Linked DNA regions of Mus musculus: region 1 is linked to region 2. The links are chromatin contacts, called in public promoter capture Hi-C maps. All regions are on one chromosome and are shown on one strand. The core of a region is the stretch at or near the end of the contact, and the rest is flanking DNA. Distances in the headings are between cores, read along the strand shown. Region 1 overlaps Lrp4 (low density lipoprotein receptor-related protein 4). Region 2 overlaps 1110051M20Rik (RIKEN cDNA 1110051M20 gene).

The links. Capture Hi-C pulls out chosen DNA fragments and counts their contacts.
Region 1: a contact with region 2 is called in a promoter capture Hi-C map of adipose tissue. The contact joins two enhancer-like sites. A contact is called at or near these places in 4 of 39 promoter capture datasets (the SN4741 cell line, hematopoietic stem and progenitor cells, liver and 1 more), 20 of 484 Hi-C or Micro-C datasets (the HL-1 cell line, the HPC-7 cell line, bone marrow-derived macrophages and 7 more), 2 of 115 datasets of contacts at active chromatin or transcription factors (both in embryonic stem cells) and 3 of 9 other capture datasets (adipose tissue, liver and pancreatic islet).

What each region holds. Positions count from the first base shown.
Region 1 is chr2:91,474,904-91,478,526 of GRCm38.p6, forward strand. Lrp4 (low density lipoprotein receptor-related protein 4) reads left to right here. Exons shown (of 38, transcript NM_172668.3): 8 at 280-405; 9 at 1,363-1,488; 10 at 1,681-1,815; 11 at 2,195-2,320; 12 at 2,618-2,848; 13 at 3,607-3,623. Among named protein-coding and RNA genes, the nearest start is that of Lrp4, 19 kb to the left of the region's middle. Within about 2 kb of position 1,703, at least 98 of the 459 cell types and tissues checked have an H3K27ac peak or open chromatin away from gene starts, as enhancers often do. A contact at or near this core is called in adipose tissue, bone marrow-derived macrophages, granulocyte-monocyte progenitors and 1 more, where this site is marked.
Region 2 is chr2:91,410,017-91,413,967 of GRCm38.p6, forward strand. All of the region lies in intron 2 of 1110051M20Rik (RIKEN cDNA 1110051M20 gene), which reads right to left. Among named protein-coding and RNA genes, the nearest start is that of 1110051M20Rik, 33 kb to the right of the region's middle. Within about 2 kb of position 2,530, at least 84 of the 459 cell types and tissues checked have an H3K27ac peak or open chromatin away from gene starts, as enhancers often do. A contact at or near this core is called in adipose tissue, bone marrow-derived macrophages, granulocyte-monocyte progenitors and 1 more, where this site is marked.

The DNA of each region.
Region 1 (3,623 bases), core at 453-2,952, 64 kb after region 2:
AACAGCTATACAGTTGTGTGGTTGTATGCTGCACAGAGGCACTATATCTAAAGGATACCTGTCGCCTAGTAGTCCACAGACTTGTAGACACACCATGGCAGTTAAAATAGTAGGCGGAAGTAAGGGACTCTGAGGAAAGGTCACCTGGTTCATAAAGAGATACCTTCTGCAACACCACCATCAAGAAGAGTAGCCTGTGTACTTTGGGAGGCAGAGAGTTTCAGGCTGGGGTGGGAGGACCAGCCTTTCTTCCATTAATTAGGTCTTTGCTCTGTCCAGCCACCTCCATGTGCACAGCCGAACAGTTTCGCTGTCGGTCAGGCCGTTGCGTCCGTCTGTCCTGGCGCTGTGATGGGGAGGATGACTGTGCGGACAACAGCGATGAAGAAAACTGTGAGAACACAGGTGGAGTCCCCAGCGGTATCCCCGCCCTGCCCTAATGTTGGGAGTGGGAGGCAGAGAAGCAAAGGGAACATTGCCATTGCTTTCAATGGCCTGGACTTGCCCTGCCCTTCCCAGTGAGTAGGGTCAGATCCAGCTGTTGGAGCAGGGGAGATAGCACTTGCTATGCAAGCACAAGGACCCAAGTTCAAATCCCTAGCACCCAAGTTAAAAAGCTAGGTATGGCTGTGAGTGCCTGTAACACCACCGCTGGGGGGGGAAGAGAAAGTCAGACCCCTGAAGCTCATTAACCAACCAGCCTCACCAAATGGCCAGCTCCTGATTCAATGAGAAACCTTGTCTCAAGGCAATAAGACAGAGAATGAACGATAAAGTTATCAGATATTGTCCTTGGCCTCTGCACACACAGGTATGGGCACACATACCCATATTCATAGTCACATGCGTGTACCACACATCCACACAACATATCACATACGTACACACACATGCACATGCACAATCCAGATGCGCTGAGGAACTGTGTACAGTTCTTGAACACAGAGTCAAGGCTGTGAGTCTTTGCAGCTGCTCAAATTCTCACTTCCAATCTGGCCTTGGGAGGAAGGGCTGTTGTCCAGCCAGTAGCCCAGTGTCTACTTCCACTCTGCAGGAAGGACTGGCAGTCTCTGCGTCTGCTCCCCGCCCACCCCACCAGTCCCTGCTAAACCTGGTTCTGACTACAAGACTACACTCCGACTCTGTTCCCATCACTCATCCATCGTGGAATCCCAGGGAGAAAACAAACTCAGACACTCAACCAGCCTTGTCTGAGCTGTTTCCTGCCTCGGACCCCATCCCTCCCACCTTGACGCTCAGCTGGCTCCACTTTACCCTAGAAAATGACAGGCTCCTGTCCCTTGTGGACTCAAGCCCTGCCCTCCTGTGACCTGACTCTCCCCCTCCTCCCTCTCTTTCTAGGAAGCCCCCAGTGCGCCTCTGACCAGTTCCTGTGTTGGAACGGGCGCTGTATTGGGCAGAGGAAGCTGTGCAACGGGATCAACGACTGCGGTGACAGCAGTGACGAAAGTCCACAGCAGAACTGTCGTGAGTGTCTCTAGCGGGTGGGCCCTGCCCGTGGTTTGTGGCTGAGCCCCACCCCTAGGGTTCAAAGGGAGGCCTCCCTTGGGACTCTCACAGTTTTTGGGAGCTGTTCTTCGTGGTCCAGGTGGAATGCCAAGTTGGCTGGACGGGGGTGGATTCTGGGCTCGGCTCCCAACTCTGGCTTGGCTGTCACAGGGCCCCGGACGGGTGAGGAGAACTGCAATGTTAACAACGGTGGCTGTGCCCAGAAGTGTCAGATGGTGCGAGGGGCAGTGCAGTGTACCTGCCACACAGGCTACCGGCTCACAGAGGATGGGAGAACGTGCCAGGGTGAGCTGGGGCCTGTTGGGGGTGGGGGGAAGGAGGGGAGGGAAGCTGGGTGACATATCAGATGGGTGTGACCTTGACTCATCGTTACACTGACCCTGGGAAGTAGGGATCATTTCTCTCATTTTGCAGATAGGGAAACAGAAGTGCAGAGAGTATAGGTAATTTACCCAAAGCCACACAGATAGTAAGCAGCCGAGTTGGAGTTTGAAATCTGAGACTCCATGACCTCAAAGCCCGAACCACTGGTTACACAGTTTCCCTCCTGGCTGTGGCAGTGGATGGGGATATGGAGCTGTGACCAGGGAGACAATGGGGTGGCTTAGGAGTGTGTGGGAAGATGGTTGTAGGCAGGCTTCCTCACCCTGCCTGGTATCCACAGATGTAAACGAATGTGCTGAGGAGGGGTACTGCAGCCAGGGCTGCACAAACACTGAAGGGGCTTTCCAGTGCTGGTGTGAAGCAGGGTATGAGCTACGGCCCGATCGGCGCAGCTGCAAAGCTCTGGGTAAGGAGGGTTGGCACTTGCCTGGGTGGGCGGAACAGACAAAAGCCAGGTGTTAGAGCTGAGGGATTTGCTAAGATGTAGACTGATTTTTTTGCAAATTGCAATCTGGGCGCCAAGTGAAAGGCGATTGGGTTTGGGGTTAGAAAGGATTCTAGTGTTCTAGTCCAAATTTCAGCAGCTTGGGACATGCTCTAGTGGGCAAAGGGCCCCAGCTATGAGCTGAGGCCCTGAGGGTGCATGCTGATGGGTATCTGTGGCTCTGAGGCCCAGTGGGTCCTATTTCTATGCTGTGTCCAGGGCCAGAACCTGTGCTACTGTTTGCCAATCGTATCGACATCCGGCAGGTGCTCCCGCACCGCTCCGAGTACACGCTGCTACTGAACAACCTGGAGAACGCCATTGCCCTCGACTTTCATCACCGGCGGGAGCTGGTCTTCTGGTCGGATGTCACCCTGGACCGCATCCTCCGTGCCAACCTTAATGGCAGCAATGTAGAGGAGGTGGTGTCTACTGGGCTAGAGAGCCCAGGTAGGAAAACAAGGCCCTGAGTGGAGAGCCTGGAATGCCATGTGCAAAAAAACACAGCGGAAAGGGGGGGCCGGGCCAGTGTTTCCAAAGTGCACAAAGCAGAAGGCCTCTTCCAGTGAAATCTTGGGTGAAACTCTCAGATAGGAACCAACTGAGGAGTTGAAAATGCTGCTCAATTGGTAGAGTGCTTGCTTAGCATGAACACAAAGCTCTAAGCTTGATTCCCCAAGCACTGCATAAACCAGACATGATGATGCCTGCCTGTCATCTGAAGAGGTAGAAGCAAAAGGATCAGAAAAGTTCAAGGTCATTCAGTTTAAAGCCGGGCTGAGATACACGAGACCCCCATCTCCACATACAAAAAGCAATAGCTAATCTGGTGGCCTCAGGCTTATCCTACAAGCAGGTTAAGTGACTAAGAAGTCAGCAGCATCCAGGGCTGGAGTTGCAACTCAGTAGGACAGCACCTGCCTACTTATGAAAGGCACTGATTTCCATCCACACACAGCACCAGGGCGTCCAGAGTTCAAGGCCATCCCCAGCTCTGTGTGGATGAAGTGCGTGACCCCGGTCAACTGCTTGACTTCCCTTCCCACTCTGGGAAGCTCAGTGCCAAGCTCACAGAGACGATGTGTGTCAGAGTTACAACAAGGTCCTAGCCTCAGAAGCAACGTCTTGTAAGAGTCTGCTCTTGTTTCCAGGACGCAGAGCTACCTAGGGTGAATGGCTGACACTCTTCCCTTGCCTCCTCTCACCAGGGGGCCTAGCGGTGGAT
Region 2 (3,951 bases), core at 1,280-3,779:
AGGGTGGATGGGCTGCTTTGCATCGCTGCTGATCCACCCAGGGCACCACTCACACTAGGAACGTTTGCCACCCCAGGCTGCAGCAGAGCCTGAACCTCCCACTAGGAAGTTACTGACACTGACAGCTTCATCCTGCTTCCGGAAGATGGATCACTGATGCAGCTGAATGGAGGGATGAGATCAGCTCAAATAGTTTCACATTTTTATAACTCTAACATTATTATATACACATAAAAAACAGGTGGGATCAAAACAATACTCAGGAGCTGCTGAGATGGCTTAGTGGTTAAAAGTACATGGCTGCTCTTTCGAGGATGCAGATCCTGTTCCCAGCAACTACTCGGAGGTCCCAAGCATCCCTACTCCAGTTCTAGGGGTCCAAAGCGATCCTCTGACAATGTCAGGCACCAAGTATGAACATGTATAAGGCAAAACACATAAAATAAAGCTAAAAGAATTAAAAACGACAATTTCAGAACAGAATCTTCACGAGGATTGGGATTCCTCCTGATTTGTTCACTGCTACATCCCTAGCATCTACAACACTGGGTAAGGTACAGGTACCTTACTCAGTGGCTGCGTGAGAAGTAGTGTCAGCAGTGATGGACCAGAGCTTATGCAACACTCATTAGACCTTAAGCTGAACAACAAGCCCTTCACATCCATTATCTAATTTAATCTTTCCTTCCAACAATTTGGTAATGAACATTTTTTTTTCGGTTTTTTTTTTTTCAAGACAGGTTCTGGCTGTCCTGGAACTCACTTTGTAGACCAGGCTGGCCTCGAACTCAGAAATCCACCTGCCTCTGCCTCACAAGTGCTGGAGTTAAAGGCGTGCGCCACCACTGCCTGGCATTGAACATATTTTTATGTATGAATCTCACTGTTTTACAGAAAAAGCTAAGCACCCTGCCCGAAACACACTGGCAGGCCCTCAAACAAAGATCAAAGTCTCTATTCTTAACCATTATGCTACTGTGCTTTCAGGCCATATTAAAAGCCCGTTTTCCCCCTATGCAAATTCTATTTGTCTTTCCCAATGAAGAAAAGCTCCCCGTGTTGTTACTTAACTGCTCTTATTTAACTATTCATTCTCCTTGTTCTCAACTCTTAGCCTACTGTCTATATAACTTAATGCTATTGCAGAAGATCTGATCACGTGCTCCCGCTGTCTGCTCCTCTGTAAACGTTATCCTCAGCCAAAGTACAGTTCTTTACAGGCAAATTCCTACTGATACATGATGCTTTGTCACAATACTTACTGTATGGCAAAGGAATGAAGAAAAACATTTAGTCAGGAAAATATGCAAGAAACAGAGTAGTTTGGGGATCAGACTTGTATGGTTTAAAATTCTAAACATCACATTGAACTAAAAAAAACCACTCTCTTTAAAAGGTGATTTTTCATCAAAATTCCCATAGTATCCCCTGGATGTTCAGGGCAATCTGGAGATAACAGTTCTTAGTTAAACCCTCTTGACAGGGCATGTGTATTACATAGTAGGTGAAGTATGAGAGTGTGCAGATAAACAATTATCCACGCATGTAAACGGCAACTTGTGTGGTGTAAATAGATTCCCCCTGTGTGGAACTGCCTGCATAATGCTCTCTCTGGGCTCTGTGGTTTCTCAGTACATTCCAACTGCTCAGAGGCTGGAGTCTGACTGCCAGCATGAGGAGCAAGGACCTCAGGAGAGAAGGTCTGCTTTCCATTACCCTGAACACAGCCCAGCCAGAGTGAAGAGCACAAACCAGAAGGCTGGACCTCAGCTCTCCCATTACACCTTGACAGTTTTTAATCTTAAGAGGCAGAGGAAGTTGAGTGTAGATGTTGAAGATGAGTGAAGAACAAAGACGAAGGGAGGGAGAGAGGGAAGGAGAAAGAGAAGGAAAGAAAAGAAAAGAGAAAAAGGAAAAAAAAAGAGGAGAAAGCTGGAGAGATGGCTCCACAATTAAGAGCACTGTCTGCTCTTCCAGAGGACCCAGGTTCAATTCCAGGACCCACATGGCAGCTCACAACTGTCTGTAACTTCAGCTCCAGAGTTCTAACACCCTCGTACAGACACAACAATGCACAGAAAAAATACAATTGAGTGCATTATCCAGTGAGACAGAAGCTCTGTTAGACAGTTATCTGAATGAGCAATCGAGTGGCTGACACTAAGTGGCTAACAGGCATGTGGCAAATCATCAGCTGTTTGGGTCTCAAAAGTACACAAAGTGTAGGGTGAGGAAGAACTATTATAAAACAGGAGGTGACCCGGGTCCTCGACCTTGAGACCACTTCAGGTTCAAAGAGGAAGAAGCCGGAGATTATTACTTTCTAAGAAATAACAAGGCAGAAGCAGCAAATGGCAGGCTAGACCAGAAACAAAGAAGCCGTTCCCATGAAAACAGAACTGTTATTGGTGGGCCTTAGGAGGCCTTCAGCCTTCATTTCCTCTTCCTGGTTTCCTAACCGCTGAGTTCCTCTTGACTTGGGAAATGGGGGGAGGTAATCATGTGTTCCTTGACAGAGGAAGCGAGACCAGTTACTACTTCTCTAACCTTTGACTCTGCATTCTCAATGAGTTAGAGGACCAGTAGGCTGTGAAATCACTTCCTGGGTCACCAGGTCAAGTGCTGCTTGCTGGACGGTTTCCTGGGATGGTGACATGAAGGGCCTGAAGAAGAAAGACTTTACACAAATGGCAGTTCTTGTATCCTCAGTGACTCCGGCTCTTTCAGCATCAAATAGATTCTGGTGACTCAACTGCCTGCCATGGCTCCTTGGAGTGTGTCTGTCCTAGCAAACCTCTCCTAATACAGAAAAGAACCAGAAATCTCTCTGCATTTCACAAATGGCAGTTTAGCAGAAGTGTCTGGGCCAGTAACAGGACAGTGCTGCTTTAACTGAAGGCAAAATCTATTCCTGGCAATTGTGAGTCTCTGAGAATCCAGTTGTTGACAATGAGAAATGGGTAATTTTCTGTTACAATGAGTCAAGTCTAGCTAAGAGCTGAACTGTGGAGAAAGGCAGGAGGGGGCTGGCTGGCAGTCACTTTTGCTTCACCACACCACATTTTGACTTAATTTAACAACAATAAGTAGAAAAAACATGGGGCAGAAATGGCCCAGGGAAGTCTTACACACATCCTTGATGCAAAGCCATGAGCTTAGAAGCCTCTGCTGTGTTTCCTGGGCCCCAGTTCTCTGTCCCTCTGCTGCCATGGGCACAGGACAAATCAAAGCAGCAGCACTTACAGGGGAGATGGTGAGTATGTCTGAACACTCTGACAACTTTAGAAACGTCTTTGCCCTGATTATTCTAGACTGTTCATAGGCCTTGGGAGTACCTACTGTATAAAAGAAGAAACAATCTGTGTTTATTATGTCATGTGTATGGTGCCCAGCGGTGCCCACAGAGGCTCAGAATGGGAGTTGGGTCCTGTTGGACTGGAGAAACAGCCAGTTGTGAGTTGTCTGTTGTGAGCTGCTATGAGGATGCAGGGACCTGGACCCAGGTCCTCTTCGAGAGCAGTGAGTGCTCACCAGCCCGTGTTCTGTATTTTTTAATCCAAGGGCTGTTTCATTAGAATTATATAGTCAGTGATTTATGAATATGTGCTACTGGGACTTTTTTCTTCTATGAGTAAATTAATAAGATTCACATTTCATGGGTTTATTCTAATTCAGGACAATAGAGAAGGAATTTGATGCTGAAACTTTTTATGATAGTAATCCAAAGAAGCATTCAACTTCTCAAATGAACTCTGATAATTACTATGCCTTAGAATGAAATTGTTGTTCCTTTCCTAAAACCTGATAGGTAAAGCCTCCCATTTCCATACTTATACTACATGAAGGACAACACAAATTATTTTTCTGACTGCTTTATTACTTTTCTTATCGAATCTGAACAAGGCATGAGGAAGGCCACTGTCTGCAGAGCCACCCTTTGTTAAGACATTA